Linked DNA regions of Mus musculus: all the other regions are linked to region 1. Evidence: chromatin contacts called from public HiChIP or PLAC-seq and promoter capture Hi-C data. All regions are on one chromosome and are shown on one strand. The core of a region is the stretch at or near the end of the contact, and the rest is flanking DNA. Distances in the headings are between cores, read along the strand shown.

Region 1 (2,700 bases), core at 176-2,675:
CAAATAGTACCATACAGAATGTTCCAGAAAACAGCAACCACGTCCTTGTTCCAAAAAGTTACAGCCATCTTGCAAGCCTACATTTGTCTCAAAAGATCACTGTAACCACCTGTTGTTATGAACGCCTTGTAACTGTTCTGCTCTGTAACTCCACCTATTTGCCTGCCAAATCCCCAGTTTGGACCCCCCCAACCCCCTCGAGCTATAAAACCCTTATTTTTCCCTAGTTCAATACTGACCTTTGAATCCATCTTAGGGGCAGGCATCTCGTGTAGAAGAGTAACAAAGCTTGCTTTAATTGGGCATGATAATTTGGGTCAGTGGTCTTTCTCCTCCCTGCTTTGGGATTAACAGGACCAACCAATTTTTTTTTTTAAGTTAGTTAGAATTTTTAAAATTTGGGGGGCACATTGCACCAGTGCATGTGGAGGTCACAGGACAACGTGCACTCTCCTTTCCACCACACAGGTTCCCTGGAGAGAACTCAGGTTGTCAAGCTTGCGGACAATCCCCTTTTCCCACTGAGGCATGCCACTGGCCCAGTTCTCCACGCCTTGTATGATTTTTTTTAAAAAAACTGACCGCACTCTAGCCGGGCGTGGTGGCGCACGCCTTTAATCCCAGCACTCGGGAGGCAGAGGCAGGTGGATTTCTGAGTTTGAGGCCAGCCTGGTCTACAAAGTGAGTTCCAGGACAGCCAGGGCTATACAGAGAAACCCGGTCTCGAAAAAACAAAACAAAAAACCCCACAAAAACTGACCGCACTCAAGGGACAGACGATGCATGGTTTAACTTTATCTCTAACTTCTGCTTTATTGACAAATCTAATATAATACAAATAACATTATGTACTGCTAAAACATAACGAATTAATAAAAACCCCGTTAGCACTCGCTTTAGTGGCAGGACGGAAGCCTCTGGGTACTCACCTCTATAAAGGAAAACCTGCCTACAACATAAGATGCCGGGGTTATGCTTCTAGGGCCTGGATCCTTTGGAACGTGACTCCAGCAAGATGGAGGCAGGGTTTATTCTTCAGTCCCTCCCTGGGCTTGGCCTTTGCAAAGCCTTTCTTTGTTTTTCTACCTTTGTCTCCGCCTGTCGTCCTTTGTTCTGTCTCCCGCCCGTTTCTCTCCAGGCTCTCCGCCTCTTAGGGCCCCTGATTCCATTAGGGTGACTTGACGGTTCTTATCTGTTTCTACATCTCTTTGTCTCTGGTACCCAGTCTCTAGGTCCTGTCCCCGAGCATCGTCTCTCGCCGACAGTGCCCCGACTCGTGACTCTCAGGCTAGAACTTGGCAGGCTCCAGCTCGACCTGCCTGCCCCGGCCCAGCCCCCACTCCGAGCTGGGCTTTGTTTCCCCCGCCTCGGCGCCCCGCCCCGCCCGCCGGCTCTCTGTTTCCCTTTGTCTGCCACTCCATTCCTGGGCTCCTTCCTGGTTGTCCCGCGCGGGCAGTCCGGCTCCGCCGTGCCAGCTGTCCATCCGAGGAGGCACGCCGCTAGCGCCGCAGGGCACGGCTAGAACTGGTCCACGCCGCCGCCGCCGCCGCCGAGCCCGCGGCTCCTCCGGGTCCTAGAGCAGCTCGCCGAGGCCCGTGCTTCCGCTTCCCGTCCCGCCCAGCGGCGCCCGGGACGTGGGCCGAGCCCCCTCCTGGCGTGGCGTGGAGCCCGTACCCGTGCGGCTGGCTGCTGGGTTCCTGTTGTACCGAGGGGAACGGGGCGGCAGGTGCCCTCGGACTCACCGGGGCCGCGTCCCGGTCGTGGGCCGACGGTGCAGCGCGCTGCACAGCCCTGGGGCGCCGAGCTTCGCGGTACAGAGGACTTGAAAGCGGCTGAGAGCCATCGGTACAGGTGAGGGCGGCGGTCCGCATCGCACAGGAAGGTAATGGATGCTTGGGGACCCAGGGCCCAGGAAAGTCGGACGTGGGCGAAGGGGCAGCAAAATCCGAAGGGAAGAAGCCAACACCTACTGTGTGCCAGGCCGTGAGGGGCATCCTCCCTAACGCTCTCCCCTCCCCCTTCACTCAGCCCTACTGCAGGCCTCCAGGCTCAATTGTAATCTCTGGTGCTCTTTCTCTGCATGCGTTCTGCTGTAAATCCAGCTCTAATACTGGCTGCCTTCTCAAAACCTTCCCTGGCTTTCTTATTTTTATTAATTTAAAAGCTCTAGTGTTAAGTACAGACCTTGCGTGCTCAGAGTAGTCTCAGTATCCTTTTCCAAATAACCGCGTTCCTTTCCGTTGTTTTTGCTGCAGAGTAATGCCGGTCCTTGACTTATCTCTTGCCTCTTGTGGCAGCAGGTTTATTCCGAACCCGCAGTTACAATCATTGCTACTTTGTTTTTTCTCTCCTACACCCCATATCTGTTTATCTGTAGGGAAGTAAGTTTATACAAGATCGTAGAAGTTACCAGGATAGAGCCAATGGAGTGGAGAATTCAGATCCAGTCTGGGCAGTACAGTAAGACAGTCTCAAAAACTGGAGGAAAAAAAAGAAAAAAAAAAAACCCACAGAAATTCGATCAAAAGACCATATACTAGGTTTTCTAAATTGAAATACTGTAATATAACACAGGCTTGAGTAGATAGTTAGAAACTCGGCCCAGGGTAGGGTTTCCTCCAAGTAGGAAACACTTCTCTCAAACCCGATGGCATTCAGTGCTGGGATGATTTATGGGACCGCAGAGAGGGGCTTGGAAAG
Region 2 (2,700 bases), core at 173-2,672, 410 kb before region 1:
TGCTCAGTCTGTAGTAAGACCTGGGAAAGTGGACCTCTTCCCCTGTGGTTTCCAGGTCTACGAAGGTCTCTAATAGTAGCCCCAACTCCTGCGGGTGTCAAGACTTCCCTCAGCCACTCCCACAGACTGCCACTAGAGGGCAGCACAAAATAGCGAATTGGCCCCTTCCTCTAGGGCGCAGAGGGAGTAGGCTGTGGGCTGGAAAGGTCAGTTGTCAGTAGATAAGTAGGCTCATCTCAGGGTCAGTGAGAAACTCAAGCTACAGTGAGGTGTCAGTCCCCATGATATACAAGTCTGAAGGACAGATGGGTTTGGGAAAGGCCAGGCTCTAAGAGGCCATGTGAGAGTGAGCATTAGTAGTTGTGTGCTAGGCCTAAATTACCCTGGCCAAAGCACGGGGCTGCTCTTCCCCTTGGATTAAAGGAGGAAGTTGAGTCAGCCAGCCACCAGGCTCTTCTGTGTAAGCAGGACTGTTCTGAGGAGTGGCCGAGGACAGGGAACCAAGGCAACAAGGAAAAGGGGACTCCAGGAGGCCATTGGCCTGAGGGAGGGGCCCCGGCTTCCATAACTCCACTGGGTTTTCCAGGCAGCAAGCACCCTCTGCTCTTCAAGCCCACCTTCTAACCCTCTCTCCCAGGCGAGCACTTCCTCTGTCGCCCAAGCTGGCTACCAGGAGTGATCCTCCTGCTCCTGGAGTGCCACCAGGTCTACATGACTGCTTCCTGTCTCCCAGTGCCCTGGTGCTAGCCATCAAAGCCATGCTGGAGGGCTCTGACAGCCAGCCATCTCTTCCCACTTAGCTCTGTTCCTGTCACATCTTAACTTTCTGATCTTGGGGAACCTTGGCTCCCACCTCAGGGCTATCCCCTGACCTCTGAAGAGCATAGGAGCATAGATTTCCCCCTGGGCTGTCACAATAGTGAGCCACACTCCTGAGGGAGTGACTCGTTGTGGTGCGAGTCGGAGTGCAAGCGAGGTGACTGATGTAGTTTCCACTCCCTCTGACTGGAGAGGCGGACGGGCGGGGTGGAGGGGGCTGTGGGTCTGAAGGACACCGTGAAATGGCTTGTTCCTATCTGTGCCTTCAGGGAACACACCATCTACTCAGGCTGCTTTCTTCAGGAAATCTTCTTGGCTGGAGTGAGCACCCCTAAGCTGAGATCCCTGCAGGCCACTGAGGGACACCCATTTATGTTTATAAGCACCAGCAGAAGGAAATGCCAGACATTTTTAAAGTGCTGACAGGAAAGGCGGCTCAGTACTCCTGCTAGGTGGAGGTGTCCGGGGGGGGGGGGGGGTTTAAGAGAAGAGCCATCCTTTCCCTAAGCCCTTGTCCCCAGCAGCCCCCTGCACTGCAGCTCCTGTCTCTTTAAGGGCCTCCCCCTCCCTCTTTCCTTGTCCCCCCCCATCTCTGTCGCAGCCGCTGCTGTGGCTCAGAGCTGCATGGGAGACAACGCTGCTGCAGGTCCGGTTTCTTGGTGTCTGGTCGGTGCCATCATTTCCCTCCCCCTCTCCCACCCTCCCCAAGCTGGTGGCTTCCCCTCCCCCTCCCCCTCCTCACAGAGGGGGCAGGGGGCTGGGCACCAACTCTATAATGCCATGTGCGGTGTCTGCACAGGGCAGCGGGGCTCTAGCGGCAGCAGCAGGAGGAGGTGGTAGCCTGTGGTGGCGGGAGAGCGGTGTTGACTGGTGACCGCTTGCCCAGCTGCGCCTCCGCTCCGCTCCGCTCCGTCCTTTCCTCCCTCCCTTTTTTCAGGGCTGGCACCACCGTCCCCCACCCCGCCTCCTTGGGCCCTCCCAGCCTCTCCACGTAAGCCCCCCCCCCACCTGCCGCGGTTCTCCCTCCCCTCCCCCACTGCATCTTCCTCCTCCTGTCCCCTCTCCCTCTTGGTCCTCTCATCAAGTCCTCCCTTGGTAGTCTCTCCCCATCCTCTCACCAGCGCTCTGTCGTCCCCCCCCCCCCCCCGCCACCTAGCTAGCCCTTTCTTTCTGTGTCCCCAATCTCATTGAAGTCCCTTTCTCCCTTGCCCTGAACTGGTCCTCTTGTCCCATCCTGTCCCCGCCCTGGCCCCTTTGTGCCTCCCCCTCCCTCTTTCTCTCTCCCTTTCTGGCTTGGCAATCCCTTCTTCACCTCCAACTCCCTCCCTCAATTTGGCCTTCCTGTCCCTTCTGGACCCTCTGGTCTCCCTGCCCGGGTTCAAGTCACCATGCTTACCCCAATGGTGGCTGGGGGGGTGGTGTTCCCCGGACTCTTCCTCCTATCCAAGAACACGCTCCAGAGGCTGCCCCAGCTGCGCTGGGAGGAGGCCGACGCAGTCATTGTCTCCGCCAGGTAAATGGCATGCCTTCCCCGAGAGTTCAGCCCCTCTCTCTCCAACAGGCTTCATGGGGAAGGGACCCCAGCACGCCCCTGGGCTCAGTAGTGGTGGGTAGGTTACATCCAAGCTTCCTTCCCTCCTTGGACCTCATTGAAACCCAGCCATCTGGACTACTATTGAGCTTGAGCTTGCTTCCCTTAGCACCTTCCTATCCTCCCTCTAAAGCAGGGCAGCATGTGACTAAACAGTCCCACAAGACACCCAGGAGCAAGCCAAGGGGCAAGACTGTGTTTTTCAGGGCTAGTGTTTGGGGGTCAAGGTGTAGAAAAGTAGACAGTGAAACTTGTATATCTCTAGAATAGGGCCGCCAGGAAGAGGGCCA
Region 3 (2,700 bases), core at 38-2,537, 460 kb before region 1:
CGATTCGGGAGGCTAAAAAGATGGCATTAGCGGCTGGGGATGGAAGTTGGTGGTAGAAGGCTTGCATACCATGAATGCAGCTCAGAGTTTACTGCAAGCAAGTGCACATAGCATCTTAGGAGAGATCAAGAAAGCCTGTGGTGAGCTAGGCCTAGGCTTTAACCTCAGTACTTGGAAGGCAGAGGCAGGTGGATTTCTGTGAGTTATAATGCCAGGGCTACAAAGTGAGACTCTGCCCACTGACACCCCTGCAAATAAAAGCCTGGGGGTGTCAGTAGGCTGGCCCACTTGTTCCACTACATTCCAGACCCAGCAGAGTGGCACCACACCCTGTGCCAGCTTGGCCTCCACTCTAAAGCATGCTAGCCCAAGCGTCCTGGACCTAGACTCTAGAGATTCAGAGATGAGTGGTTGTCCTGAAACCATTAAGAGACCCAGGCATATGCAAGGGACGGAATTTCCTCATGTTACTGATGTTGGGCACCTTATGTGCTGAGCTGTACTGCAGCAGGCAGGCATGGATTAGCTCGCAGGCTCTCCCACAGTACCTGCTGTCCACTTTCTGATCTCCAACATTGGAGTTCATTTAATAAATATTCCCAGTGCAGCACTTTTCAAGCCTGCCTGGTTCCTGGGACTCTGCAGTGAACACAAGTCTAAGTATACCAGACACACGATTAAACAGACATTTTCACTGGGGTCAGACCTACAGAAACCTCGAGGTCAGGCATACCAGAGAATGCCTGGAGCAGATGATGCTCAGCAGTAGAGATTTTTAAAGCGTTGGTTCCTGGGAGTCTAATAGAAGGACACCTTTAGTTCCCTTCTAACAATCTGTTCCACGTGCTTGGGAAAAGTGTGAATTCCAACTTTGACTCTTACCATCTGGATAATCTCTGGAGAGGATCTCTTCTCCAAGCCTCAGGAAACTGGTCAAATGGAGACAGTGGTCTGTGGATAAACGAAGACAATTACGACTATTTCCCAGGGGTTTGCATACAGATAACACGCTCTTATTAGCCCCATGCCGGGTTAGGATCCTTGTCTCTGAGCACCCGAGATAGCAGAGCAGCAGAGGTGCAATCACGCCCGGGTTAGCCTCTGGGTTAGGCTGCAAGTCGTAGCCGCATTTCCGGGCGAGACGGCTAGCGGGAGCCCGGAGCAGGGGGAAGGGCAGCCCAGCCTGCGCTGGCCGCCGTATGACGCGCCCCCTCATTTGCATGAGGCGCTCCGATTGGCCACGAAGGCCGCCGGGACAGGAGGCCGGCCCCCTCCCCCTCCCGCCGCAGCCGCGGCAGCAGCTGGTCTCGGTGTAAACAAGTCGAGGCGGCTGTGAACCGGGCCGGGGGGGACGGCGCCCATCAGGAGCGCCCCCCACTCCCAGGCCAGGCCACCCCGCGGACCGGGCCCTCCACGCGCCCAGGCGAGGTGAGGCCTGGACCGACGTCTCTGCGCGTTGCCCCGCGCCCCCGCCCCGCAAGCGAGGACTGCCCCTTCCCCCGCGCACGCCCCCATCCCCTCGCCCCAGGTGAGCCCCGGGGTCTCAGGTAAGGCTTGGCGATGCAGGTAAGATTCCCCTCGGCGGAGATGAGGCTCAGCGCCTGCAGGTAAAAACCCCTCCTCTCTCTAGGGGACCCTCTTCCTTTGGGGAGGCCTGCCTCCTCCAGGTGAGAGACCCTTTCCCCAAGCGAACTCCATATACCCCACATTTGCCCTATCACTAGTCCAACTAGGGTCCCAAGGACCAGTCAGTTTCTGCCCCCCCCCCCCATTCCTCAAAACTGAAAACTGGCAGCCCATCCACTCTGAAGCCCCTTCTTCACGTTTCAGATGCCAGTTCAGATGCCAGCTCAGCAGGGGTGAGGCCAGAAGCTGGTGGGTGACTCACCTAGAGCTCCTCCTAGCCTCAGTTTACCCGCTGATGCAACCTGAGGCCTCCTCAGTGAGTCAAAACTGAGATGACTCTGGTCCCTGGTGAGACTGCTGGCTCTAGGGAAAGGAGAGAGCAGCCAAGTGTGACAGAGTCCCCATAGTTCTGGGCTTGTCTACATGTGTGTGGCCTTAGTCCTGATCGTCCACCTCTCCTTCCTGGCAGGCACTGGGCTCCCTCTGCTCCCCGTGGGCCGCTCCCCGCGTGGGGCCACTGCCCTTGGCCCCCGCCATGGTGCGGATTTCAAAGCCCAAGACGTTTCAGGCCTACTTGGATGACTGTCACCGGAGGTATAGCTGTGCCCACTGCCGTGCTCACCTGGCCAACCACGACGACCTCATCTCCAAGGTAAGCAGGTCACATTTTAGTCTAGAATGGCAATGGGCTGCCTGGCAACTCCCCACCAATAGCCCTAACCCCCTCCTCTCGTCTCCCCACTACCCTCCAGTCCTTCCAGGGCAGTCAGGGACGTGCCTACCTCTTCAACTCTGTGTGAGTATTCATCTCCTTCCTTTCTTTTCCTGACCTCTGTTGTGACCTGTGACTCCCTGGTATGCTGATATTCCCAGAGTCCCTTGTTTCTGACAGGAAGCCATGATCAGGCTCCTCTTAGAGGCTAAGACCAGACACTTAACATACTAGCTAGAGGGTGGCTCTGGGCTGCTGAGACCCTCCCTGGGACTACCCTTTGTCCCCACAGAGTGAATGTGGGCTGCGGGCCAGCAGAAGAGCGGGTGCTGCTGACAGGTCTTCATGCTGTCGCTGACATC
Region 4 (2,700 bases), core at 68-2,567, 380 kb after region 1:
AGGACAAGTACCCAGTAAAAACTCTGCTGGAGGACTGAGTGAGCTGGACACCTCATGCTCCCAGAAAGCCAGCCTATCTTGTTCAGTGTCTTTTAAGATCAGTTTGCAGATCGATGTCAGAAAAGTGACATAAGTTCGTCAGAGTGAGCCCCCAGGGGAAGGAGTCATATCTGTCACTCAAAATCCCGGGGGTGATCCCCAGGAGAGAGAACAGGGCTGCAGGAGGGCGCTGACATCTAACGGAATCCCTGGAATAATCTACCCTCGGGGTGACAGTGTGCATAGGTACTTTGTGCACAGGGACAAAGAGGACAAAGCTCACCAAGAGGTAGCTGGGGTGTGAAGCAGGTGAAGCAATGGACAGCTGACCAACTGCTAATGCAGCCGAGAAGTGAGTTAGCCATCCCCTATCTCTAAGTGTTTTTAGGGAGAGATGGGGGCCCCCCGGAGAGGAGAAGGTTACCCTGCTGAGCTGACCGAGAACAGGTAGGAGCTTAGATACTTGGACAGAGAAACTTAAAACTCAAGGGCCTACCGTAGAAGGGAAAGAGTTAATAACCAGGCCACATGCAAGAAGTAGCAAAGACTGCGAGGCGACTACTACTGGGAACCAGCCCAGGCCCAAGAGCGCCAGCCTCCTGCCCCGGACGACCCCCAGAGGACCGAGGCGGGAAGGACTGCCGGAGACGGCTGCCTTCCCGCGGAGGTGCGCGCGGCCCAGGGTGACCCTGACCAGGAGGCAGCGGGACCGCCCTCGACGCCGCCCCCCGCACCCCGGCGGACCAAGACTTGAGCGCCTCCGGCCGGGAGCACCCACCCTGTCCCCGGCTCCCAAAGCCCAGGCGAGCCGCCGGCGTTCCCTCCCCGCCGCGGACGCCCAGGCTGCCCGGCTCCGGGAGAGCGGCGGCCGCCTCGCCGCCCCCGGCCGGACTCGCTCTCTGGGCGCGCGCGCCTCCCCTCCCCCACGGCGGTCCCCGCGCGGTTCTCACAATCCCCCGGCCGCCGTCCCCCGCCGCCCCGGGCCCGGCCTGCGCCCCTCGCCCGTCGCCGCCTCCTTGGCCCTATTGTTCCCCGGCGGCTGTCCCGGGCCTCCAGGCCACCCCGGGAACCCAGGCGGCCCCAACTCACGGCTCTGGGGTCTGGGAAAAGCCGAAAGGCAGAGGCCAGCCCCAGGGGACTTAACCCCTTAAGTGCCCTGCCTCGGGGGACGGGCTAGATGCCGGGAACTCTAGGGTCCTTCTCAAGGGGTGATTCCAGGCTGAGGACCCGGGGACCAGTTCAGGGTGACTGGGACGGAGCAGGAAGTGACCCCAGCTTCCCGGGCCCCTCTAGCCTGGAGTCAGAACATCAGCTCTATGGGATTTAACCCTTTGCCTCCCACAGCCTGGGAAAAAATGAGGGGGTGGGTATGGAAGCAAGGAGGTGGCTGATGACGCCCCTCTCCCAGTGTCTAGTGGAATCACGGAAGATCAGCTTTTGGGGGAGCTCAGAGGCCGGCGAAGGTCTTCGGATTTCTGGCCATTCTCTCCAAAGACTCTGCCAGCCGCTCAGTTAAGCTGATCTCAGATTCGGCCGCCGCGGGTCCCCTGAGACCCGCCTTTGTTTGGACTCACCCAGGACTGGGGCTGGTATGCCTGGGTTGGTGATTAGGAGGTGAAAGCAAAGGTTGGGTGGGCTGACCTAGCGGTAAGAGCAGAAGCTAATGGGCCAGGCAAGGCTACCCAGCGCTACGGACCCTCTTACCCACCTCTCACCCCCCCACCGGTGGTCAGGTCTCCCTGGAGGAAGAAACTGACAAGGTAGGCAAGCATTACCCCTTCCCAGCAGCTCGGTGGTAAGGTATGCAACTCACTGCAGGGCAATCCTTCCATAAACTTAGGGAGCAAGAAGTAGTGGTGAATTCCTGTAATTCCGTTGCTTGGGAGACAGAGGCAGGAGGACCTGAAGGTTCAAAATATTCGTGGCCCACATAGCTCCAGGCTACCTAGCGAGACCCTGTTTCTAAACAAGGAACCTCACAGGGCTCCCAAACTGTTCCTGCTTGTGTCTCATTTTCTCCCCACCACATCCTGAGAGAGGACTTAGAATCATCCCCATTTTACAAGGCAAATTAATCAAGACATGAGATGTGAGGTAAAGTTCGAGGCCACAGTTTTCAATGAACCCAGGTGTGAGGAGACCAGAGTTGAACAATTGAACATTCTACCCTCAAAAAGTTCCATAGTAGCTAAGCACACCACCTGTAATCTTCAGCCATTAGTAGGCTGAGGCAGGAGAATCAAGAGTTGGACTTCAGGATCAGCCTGGGATGCACAATAGGACTCGTTTCAAACCTTAAATAAATAAATAAATAAATAAATAAATAAATAAATAAATAAATAAATTCCAAGCCCTGTATGGGAGTGAATAGCTGTGACTCTAGCACTGCAAGCTGACACAGGAAAATCACCATGAATTAAGACCAACCTAGGTGAATATATACTGGCTGGGTCAAACCCCCCTCCCCCACACATGTAGCAGATGTATATAGCTCGGTCTTCATGTGAGTCCTCCACAGCTGGATCAGGGGTTGTCTCTACAGCTTTTGCCAGCCTGTGGATTTTGTTCCCCTAACTGGGCTGCCTTGTCTGGTCTCAGTGGGAGAGGATGCATCTAGCTATGTTTGATGTGCCAGGGTGAGGGAATAGAAACAGGGGAGGC
Region 5 (2,700 bases), core at 94-2,593, 490 kb before region 1:
TGAGGAAGCCGGATTGGAAGTGGATCTCACCCCAGCTGCAGAGCTCTTACTGTTACTTGGGGCTTCAGTGGTCCCAGCTGAGGCTGGGGGTGAGGCAAAGTGTAGTGTTTCTGTTCTGTTCTTTCTAAGCTCCACCCACAGAAAGAACCAAGGCGCACCAGGAGTGTTGTTTTATGCTATGAAATGTGGGGATTTTGTTTTGTTTTGTTTCTACTTCTGTTTCTCTATGTAGACCACACCGTATCCTTCTGCCTCAGCCTGTAATGGAGTGCTGAGATTAGAAGTATGCATTGGCTTATTTGTTTCTGAGATGGGGTTTCCCTATGTAGCCCAGGCTGTGCACACGCTTGCCTCCCCAGTGCCAGGATGCAGGCATACACCAGCACACATGCTTTATGGTGGGGTTTTGTACAGAGATGGATAACTAAACTAAATGCTATGGGGAAAGTGTGTAGTTGTATATTAATGTACATAGAGTAAACCAGAGAACGTCTGTAACTCTTAGAATACTACATTGGGGCTGGTGAGATGGCTCAGCGGTTAAGAGCGCCGACTGCTCTTCCAAAGGTCCTGAGTTCAAATCCCAGCAACCACATGGTGGCTCACAACCATCCATAACGAAATCTGATGCCACTCTTCTGGAGTGTCTGAAGGCAGCTACAGAGTACTTACATGTAATAAATATATACATAAATAAATTTTTAAAAAAAGAATACTACATTGATCAAAGGACACTAAGTTAATTATGACCCTGTTCCAATGTTGTACTAATATATATATACATACACACACATATATGTATACATACATATATATATTATATATATATATATATATATATATATATATATACATACACACATATATTTCAAGACTATCCAATGAGAAAAGCAAAATGTCTCTCTCTCATCCTTTAGGATATTGATGGAGATGCCACAGGAAGAGGGCTTCAAGGGATTAAAGGAGCAGACAGGAAATCCTCTGATTAAAAAGAAGTTGGGCATAATGGCACCAGTCCCAGCACTGGTGAAGAAGAAGCAGGAGATCACAAGTTCAAGACCACCCCAGGCTGCAGAGCAAGACCTTGCCTTGAAAGAAGGTGGAGAAGGTCAGAGAATTGGCTCAACAGGTAAGGGCTCTGTGGACAAGCTTGAGGACCCACGGTCAATATCTGGACCCTATGGAACAGAAGGAAAGAACTGATCTCCACTTGTGCACATGCAGCACACACACGCACATGCAGCACACACACGCGCACGCGCACACACACACTCGGCTGCTCTAACGTGTACAGACAGCATTGGGATGGCTGCAAGTGGACTGAGCTGAGATTACAAAACCAGCAGCGAAAAGGCCACAGCTATATTTGGAAGAAGGAAGAGACCGACGCAGTGCCTAGGGTGGGTGGTGTAACAGCAGCGGCAGATGACCAAGAGGAAGCAGAGCTTCACTACTTTCATCTTGTTTGTCTTTGCATCCAGAAGAAGATGCTCAGGGTTAAAATGACTTAAGGTTGCAGTTAGGGGCTGGAGTCGATGGCAAAGGGGTGGCGAAGCAGCTGCTGGGATGATGTTTGAAGAAAGGAGGAAGAGGAGGAGAGCAAACTAACAACAGAGAGAAAGAGAGAGGGAGAGAGAGAGAGAGAGTAGTCATGAGGAAATGAAATCCTCGGGGAGGAGGAGAAGGGCTCTAACTCCATCAAGGAGGTCTAGACCACAGACTTGGATCCCGTTCTCCCTCTAGAGTCCAACAGAAGCTGTGTGCAGCCTTGCAGTCATTGTAGACAACTGTTGAGTGAGCGGTTTGAAAAAAAGAACATACTGCAAATGATCAATGCCGTTCTACCTTGCGCTTGTAAATGATCTGGAATGAGTTAGCCGTGAATTCTGGCATCAGTCTCCCTGTGGCCGTCTGCGTGCAGGGCAGGAACAGCAGGAAGTTGCATGAACTAAGTGAAGTTCCCTTCCCTGTCCCCCCACCGCAGCATTACCATACTGCTGACAGGGAACCTCTGGGCCTTTGTTTGCTTTGGGCCTTGATCTCAGAAAGTGACAAAGTCCTTTGGGAAATTCAGATGACACAAGGAAACTCGAGCCACGGTTGGTGGCTACCCAACAGTTTCAACATCAGCCAAGCAAGTGTGGTGCTGCACACCTGTAATGCTGGCACCTAAGGGGCAGAGGCAGGGAAGCTGGACATTGAGAGCTAGCTTGGACTACATAGGGAGACTTGATTTCAAAACCTACCATAGAAGCTGGGCCTGCGGCCACAGGCCTGTAATTCCAGCTACCCGGGAAACGGAGTAAAGAGAAACACAGCTTCCAAGCCAGCCTGGACTCAGGGCTACGCAAGAGAATTCTGGGTGATTTATCAGGCCCTGTCTCAAAACACAACTGTGAGGGTCAGGAGTTCAAAGGCATCCTCAGCAACATAGCAAGTTCAAGACTAGCTTTGAGGACTAGAAAAAAACAGAAACACTAGAATAATCGGGCAGGGCACGGTGGCTTATCCTTTAATCCCAGCACTTGGCAGAGGAATGAGAATCTGAGTTTGAGGCAAGCCTGGACTACATAGTGAGTTCAAGGCTAGCCAAAGGCACATAGAAAGACCCTGTCTCAAAAAAAAAAAAAGATTCTAAACTAAGCTTTATAGAGTCAGCAAAAATATCAGAATAAAGACCTACAGGCCTATGGGAATTCA
Region 6 (2,700 bases), core at 63-2,562, 480 kb after region 1:
ATGTCTTGTTAAGCAGACACATGAAAGAATGTTGTCCTGAAGCAGACACAGGTGAAAGGTCCCATGATGAAGGAGTAGAAATGTGACCCCAGGGTCAGTGGGACACTGAGCATTGGTGTGGTTTGCTCCGCCTTGCTGTACTTCCCTAAGAACACGAGTGTATTGGTTCACCTTACATACTGTTGTTGAGCTCAACTTGTGGTTACACCACCATTGAGAGAAACCCAGCCAAGAGCTGCTCCTGAGGTTCCTGTGGCAGCTGCTGCTTCAGTGGCCTTGGGCCAGTTGGTGAGCCTTGCAGTTTCTTCAGGATTAAACTACAGCTGCTGGTTTGTGCATGGCGTCTGCCTGCCTAGAGGACTGGACTGTAGCTGCTGAGTGTTTGGTGTTTGCTATGGGACTGAACTGCTGACAAAGGAGACCAAGCTTGCCCCCCAAAGAACTATTGCTGAGAAGGTCCACCTCCCCCATATTCTAACAACTTTTCTCTTCCACTGCCTCTCATGGGTGGTGGGCAAGAGGAGAGGTTAAACGTTTATTAAAAGTAGGTTGCAAAAAGAAAAAAAATATATGCCTATACTCCTTCATCTGACGCCTCATCATCTGGGTCCTCTCTGTGCCAGAGCCAAAGACAAGAGTAGGTGCTTGGGAACCAATTATAGAGGCAAGTGTGTCCAGTCCTTTCCGTGTCTACCCCAACGTTAATGAGTTGCTGTTCGGGTGTGACCTCCCTGAAGCTCGTGCTTGCCTGTGTAGAAGGCTGGGTCTGAATGCCTTAGTACACACACAGATGTGTGCGTGCGAGGGTCTCTAACGGTAAGGTGAGGAACAGTCTCACTTCTGATCAGTGTGACAGAGAAATTAGAAGGCATTTAAGATAACTAGACCAGGGGGTGCGTGCCTTAGGTGGACCCTAATCTAAACAAGGCTTCCCTGGCCTCTCTTTGTCTTCCCCAAAAAGGAAGTCCTGCCTGCATTCTTCTCCTGCCAGCCTTGCACCTTTCCTCTCAGGTTTCCCAGCTTTTCCCTCCAAAGCAGCCAATAAACAGGCTCTACCTCAGGTCTGAGCCTGAGTCTCCTCCCAACAGGACACAGAACTGCCTTAAAGGCCCAAGTTCCCATTCACTGTGCCAACACCTGCCTCCCAATTCTGGCCCCTTCCCAGTCTAAGCTCACAAGCCGGTTACTGAGCTCTGGGCCAAGGAATTTTGACTGAAAGTAATGGTGGGAAGGAAATATTTGGGGTCTGAACTATGATTGGCCGAGCCCGAGCCACGCCCCTAGCCCTTTCCCCCTTTTTCCCCCTCCCCTCCTCCTCCCCCGGAGGGGTGTGTTGAGGGAACCTGGATAAGCCTGGGGCCAGCATGAGCCAGAGGGAGGGAAGTCTGGGTAAGGGGTTGAATGACTTGATCCTGTGTCCTTGGTGAATAGGAGTCGGGGGGATCGAAAGCTGGGGTTTGGATGTCTGTCAGCACCACCCCACCCCCAAGTCTGGGAGGGGAACGGCCTGGGCGGGGGAGAGGAGACGCCGGTGTCAGGTAACCAGCGGGTGAGTTGGGAGAAAGAGCAGGCGCAAGGAATTGAGGCTTCAGGGCCTTGGGTTCAGGGGTTAGATCACCGAATATATATGGGTGAGTACACCCTGAAAAGGGGCTGGGGTCGGGTTGGAACAGGATAATAGTGCTTCTTGAGAATTAGGAAAGAGTCAAAGCTGAAAGACTGGAGGGAGAGGCCGAGTTAAGGAAGTCTTTGATCTTCGAAGAAGCTACAAGTGACGAGAGCTCAAAATACAGGCTTCGGAGATCTCGGCTGGCGGTGGGAAACTCCGACGGAGGGGATTGTCGGGTCAGGACTACATTCCCCAGCATGCATTGGGGTCCCGGCAACATACATATTGGGAAATGTAGTCGGCTTCCCGTGGCACCACCCTCTAAACAGGGAAGGCCATCCTGTCGTTGATTCATTGATGCTGCTGAGCCTAGCAGGTCACATAGGAGCAACATGAAGGGAATAGGTCTTCGGTTTCTCTATCTGTACAAGGGGCCGGAAAGGCGCGTTCAGTGCTTCAGAGATGCTGACTGAATTCAAACAAGAGTTGGAGAAATCCAAAGATATGTGAACTTTGACCTTAAAGAGTTTCTGGATAGTATCGGTGATGTAGAGTGAGGAGTCTCAGGATCAGACAGATTCACACGGATAAAAGAAGCTACTTTGGAAGTATGAACAAATTCCCTAAAGTGGAAGGAAGAAATTGATTTGAGAATAGGGAGAACTTGGAGGCAGCACTAAGAAGGAGGTATTTGAATTTGGTCCTAGTAGTATTTCAATAGTGACCTGAGGACAGGAGAGACATCTATGTAGAGAAACTGCTTGGTGGAGATCTGGTGCCTGGGATGGGGCAGATTCTTCGTAGGTTGAATATTAGCATCCAGAGCAGAGACTCTGGGTTCAGGGAGAGCCAGCTTGGGAAAGATGGTTAAGGAGTGGGGTTTGGTTGCCTTTATAACCTCTCACTTCCTTCTCTTTCCCACCAGAAGACCACCAGACTGACTCCTCAATCTCATTCCTACCCCATTTGGAGGCCAAGATCCGCCAGACACACAACCTTGCCCGCCTCCTGACCAAATATGCAGAACAACTTCTGGAGGAATACGTGAGTAGGTGTAGGGATGGTGGAGGAATACGTGAGGAGTACGTGAG
Region 7 (2,700 bases), core at 17-2,516, 390 kb before region 1:
GACTTGAATTTTGCCCATTTCATAGGTGACTGGTATTGTGTTATATAATGTGACTTTATAGTATTCTTTTAAAAAAGTTTTAAAATACAAACATGTAAAATTTACATGTAACGACTACCATGTTATCTTTTCTTTTTCTTTCTTTCTTTTTTTTTTCCAGAGACAGTTTCTCTGTGTAGCCCTGGCTGTTCTGGAACTCACTCTGTAGACCAGGCTGGTATCGAACTCAGAGATCCGCCTGCTTCTGCCTCCCGAGTTCTGGGATTAAAATTGTGTGCCACTATGCCCAGCCCATGTTATCTTTTTTATTTGGTGTTAGGGATCATACACTGTACCAGGGGCCGCAGGCCTGGACAATGTTCAAGTGTACAGTTAGTCAGTATTAAGCATAGTCACATGTTGGGCAGAAGAATTTCTCTGTTGAGTCCCAATATTTAGTGAGGCTGACTTAGTGTCAGGCCGGTCCGAGATGAATCAGCCCCTGTTCTCTGCCGCAACTCCCCGGCTGTAAACAGGGAGATTTAAACTGTCATCAGAGCTGAGTCTAAGGGTTATGGATAGAGGAATATAGAGAGATATAAGTGTGTGTGTGTGTGTGTGTGTGTGTGTGTGTGTGTGTGAGTGTGTGTGTGTGCACTCCAGAAGACTGCTAGGATCAGGTGACTGTAATGACCCGGAAGGCAGTTTTCAGGAGCAAAGGATCCTAGAGGTGGCGGCAATGCTCTGAAACTGAAGGTTACTTGCCAGCTGTGGCCAGGGGATTCTTGGCTTGAAGGGCCTCTCTGAGGATTTGGTCTTTCCAGGAGGTAAGTTCAGGACGCAAGAAAATCAAAGGTTAGGGTTGAAGCCTCCTGTTAGCACACAGCCTGTAATCCCAGTGAGGTAGGAGAGTCAGGAGTTCAAGGCCAACCCAAGCTTCCCATCTGGCTAATGCCCATTAAGATATTTAAAAAACAAGACAGAAGGCTAGTGGCGAGAGGCAGGAGGCAGTTCGTGGTAACTGAAGGTTCGAGGGACAGAACTGGAGATGACAGAGGGTGGTGGGAGATGTGGGTCTGATAAAGAGACCTAGGTTCTAAGGGCTGAGTTGAATCACAAGATGGAAGGAGGGATGGGAAAGCCAGTCTTCTTCCGAATGTGGTTCCCCAGAGCGGCAGGAGCAGGTCTCTCCTCTTTCGCCGGCGGGTCCCTAGGTCACTGCGGATCTCTAAGCCACACCCACGGACACCCAGGGGTAGGACAGCTGCCCTTTCCTTTCCCCTCTGGTGCTTTCTAGGATGGGGGTGTGAGTGGAAACCAGCGTCGCTATGGCAACCAGGCCGGGTGGTCGGGCCCTGGAGCCCTGGGAGCCAGCGAAGGCGAGAGGCGGGGCAGCGGGAGGCGCCAGGGCTGCGCGGCGGGGCGGGGGCCTGGGTCTCCCGGGAGGAGCTGGGGAACACCGGGCGCCTCTCGCGGAGGTGCACGCCAAGTTCTCGGGTGAGTGTGCACGCGTGTGAGCTGGCCCAAGGCTCACGGGCGGGCGTGAGCACGAGCACACGTGTCGAGTGTGCACTCGCGTGCGTTCTGGGGCCCGTGTCTGGCCCTCTGCGCCCCGCGCCCCTCCCGGCCGCCCGCAGCAGCTCCCGCCACTCCCGCCCCGCGCCGCTTCTCGCTCGGTCCTCGCCCGCCGCGCCGCAGTCGCCGCCGCCGCCCAGCCTGCGCCCACGGGCCGCCCGTGCCGGGCACCTGTTGGAGGCTCAGGGACAGGTGCGGGGGCTGGACTGGCCAGGGGAGCGCGGGTGAGGGTGAGAGGCGGAGAAAACGAGGCAGGGGGTCCCTACCTTGGGAGAACGGATGACCCGGGTTAGGGATAGGCAGGCAGGCAGGCAGGCAGGCAGAAGCTTGGGCTGAGTGAAGAGAAGCCTAGAGGGGTGGGTGACACCCTGGCCAGCCCCGCGCCTGGTGCAGAAGATGGCCAGAGCTTCAGAGCAAGCAGCAAAGGAGGGAAGCTGTGGGGTCCCTGGAGGACTTGAGGGGATGGGGACAGAGGGAGAGCCCAGGATGAGAGGAAAACCCTGGAAAGGTGACAGAGGGACAATGTGCAGGTAGTGAGCAGGGTTAAGGGGGAGTCACGACCTGTCTGCTTTAGGACTGATCTGGCAACCCACCCAGCCCTTTGTGAAGCCAGGCCTCCTGCCTGCCCACCAGCCAGCGCAGATCATCTTTTCCCTCGACACCCAGGAAGGGAGGGCAGTGAGGTTCCTACAGACCCCAGCCGGCCACTCCAGCTCTACACCCGTCTCCCAGTCAGAGGTGCTGCATGAGGGGCCGCAGGGGCGATCGCATGACCATCAACATCCAGGAGCACATGGCCATCAACGTGTGCCCTGGACCCATCAGGCCCATCCGCCAGATCTCCGACTACTTCCCTCGCAGGGGGCCAGGACCAGAGGGTGGCGGCGGCGGCGGTGGCACGGGCTGCGGGGAAGCCCCAGCTCATCTGGCCCCTCTGGCTCTGGCCCCCCCTGCGGCTCTCCTTGGGGCCACTACACCCGACGATGGAGCTGAGGTAGACAGCTACGACTCGGATGATACCAGTGAGTCTGGGGGCTCAGTGAGCTTGTGGGAGAGAGCAGCCTCCTGAATGTGTGCGTGGAGGATGGGGAGGAGGGAGGGCAGTCCCGCCACCACAGCTGCAGTCTGGGTGCAGATTACAGCTTC

Evidence for each region. Promoter capture Hi-C pulls out the DNA fragments that hold promoters and counts their contacts. HiChIP or PLAC-seq counts read pairs in DNA pulled down with a chosen protein or histone mark.
Region 2: a contact with region 1 is called in a promoter capture Hi-C map of hippocampal neurons, with 6 times the contacts expected there. The contact joins the promoter of Tlcd3b here to the promoter of Zfp553 in region 1. A contact is called at or near these places in 14 of 39 promoter capture datasets (3T3-L1-derived adipocytes, the C10 cell line, the HPC-7 cell line and 10 more), 6 of 484 Hi-C or Micro-C datasets (B cells, the G1E-ER4 cell line, bone marrow-derived macrophages and 3 more), 17 of 115 datasets of contacts at active chromatin or transcription factors (acute myeloid leukemia, bone marrow-derived macrophages, effector CD8 T cells and 12 more) and 3 of 9 other capture datasets (adipose tissue, liver and pancreatic islet).
Region 3: a promoter capture Hi-C map of pre-B cells shows a contact between it and region 1, with 7 times the contacts expected there. The contact joins the promoter of Ypel3 here to the promoter of Zfp553 in region 1. A contact is called at or near these places in 13 of 39 promoter capture datasets (the 3T3-L1 cell line, the HPC-7 cell line, cranial neural crest and 9 more), 1 of 15 datasets of contacts at CTCF or cohesin (large pre-B cells), 1 of 484 Hi-C or Micro-C datasets (B cells), 18 of 115 datasets of contacts at active chromatin or transcription factors (the NIH/3T3 cell line, bone marrow-derived macrophages, craniofacial prominence and 11 more) and 3 of 9 other capture datasets (adipose tissue, liver and macrophages).
Region 4: a contact with region 1 is called in an H3K4me3 HiChIP or PLAC-seq map of embryonic stem cells, with 9 read pairs. The contact joins the promoter of Zfp629 here to the promoter of Zfp553 in region 1. A contact is called at or near these places in 1 of 484 Hi-C or Micro-C datasets (urothelial organoids) and 2 of 115 datasets of contacts at active chromatin or transcription factors (bone marrow-derived macrophages and embryonic stem cells).
Region 5: a contact with region 1 is called in an H3K27ac HiChIP or PLAC-seq map of microglia, with 5 times the contacts expected there. The contact joins the enhancer-like site here to the promoter of Zfp553 in region 1. A contact is called at or near these places in 4 of 115 datasets of contacts at active chromatin or transcription factors (embryonic hindbrain, forebrain, large pre-B cells and 1 more) and 1 of 9 other capture datasets (macrophages).
Region 6: a contact with region 1 is called in a promoter capture Hi-C map of liver, with 3 times the contacts expected there. The contact joins the promoter of Ctf1 here to the promoter of Zfp553 in region 1. A contact is called at or near these places in 1 of 39 promoter capture datasets (liver), 1 of 115 datasets of contacts at active chromatin or transcription factors (bone marrow-derived macrophages) and 2 of 9 other capture datasets (liver and pancreatic islet).
Region 7: a contact with region 1 is called in a promoter capture Hi-C map of pre-B cells, with 4 times the contacts expected there. The contact joins the promoter of Doc2a here to the promoter of Zfp553 in region 1. A contact is called at or near these places in 10 of 39 promoter capture datasets (the C10 cell line, cranial neural crest, embryonic stem cells and 6 more), 1 of 15 datasets of contacts at CTCF or cohesin (embryonic stem cells), 2 of 484 Hi-C or Micro-C datasets (bone marrow-derived macrophages and pro-B cells), 6 of 115 datasets of contacts at active chromatin or transcription factors (bone marrow-derived macrophages, embryonic forebrain, embryonic hindbrain and 3 more) and 4 of 9 other capture datasets (adipose tissue, liver, macrophages and 1 more).

What each region holds. Positions count from the first base shown.
Region 1 is chr7:127,231,636-127,234,335 of GRCm38.p6, forward strand. Zfp553 (zinc finger protein 553) reads left to right here and starts at 1,426. Exons shown (of 2, transcript NM_146201.2): 1 at 1,426-1,851. Gm4532 (predicted gene 4532) reads right to left here and starts at 1,495. Exons shown (of 1, transcript NR_030674.1): 1 at 783-1,495. It also overlaps a transcript of Septin1 not described here.
Region 2 is chr7:126,821,881-126,824,580 of GRCm38.p6, forward strand. Tlcd3b (TLC domain containing 3B) reads left to right here and starts at 1,423. Exons shown (of 5, transcript NM_029978.1): 1 at 1,423-2,332. The coding sequence starts at 2,208.
Region 3 is chr7:126,775,676-126,778,375 of GRCm38.p6, forward strand. Ypel3 (yippee like 3) reads left to right here and starts at 1,288. Exons shown (of 5, transcript NM_025347.3): 1 at 1,288-1,428; 2 at 2,096-2,278; 3 at 2,379-2,422; 4 at 2,631-2,700. The coding sequence starts at 2,162.
Region 4 is chr7:127,613,955-127,616,654 of GRCm38.p6, forward strand. Zfp629 (zinc finger protein 629) reads right to left here and starts at 1,318. Exons shown (of 3, transcript NM_001362196.1): 1 at 1,129-1,318.
Region 5 is chr7:126,744,943-126,747,642 of GRCm38.p6, forward strand. No RefSeq gene overlaps it. Among named protein-coding and RNA genes, the nearest start is that of Mapk3, 13 kb to the right of the region's middle. Within about 2 kb of position 1,344, at least 99 of the 459 cell types and tissues checked have an H3K27ac peak or open chromatin away from gene starts, as enhancers often do. A contact at or near this core is called in macrophages and microglia, where this site is marked.
Region 6 is chr7:127,711,391-127,714,090 of GRCm38.p6, forward strand. It overlaps Ctf1 (cardiotrophin 1), which reads left to right and starts at 1,313. Exons shown (of 3, transcript NM_007795.2): 1 at 1,313-1,389; 2 at 2,535-2,653. The coding sequence starts at 1,365.
Region 7 is chr7:126,846,287-126,848,986 of GRCm38.p6, forward strand. Doc2a (double C2, alpha) reads left to right here and starts at 1,267. Exons shown (of 11, transcript NM_010069.1): 1 at 1,267-1,746; 2 at 2,129-2,576. The coding sequence starts at 2,300.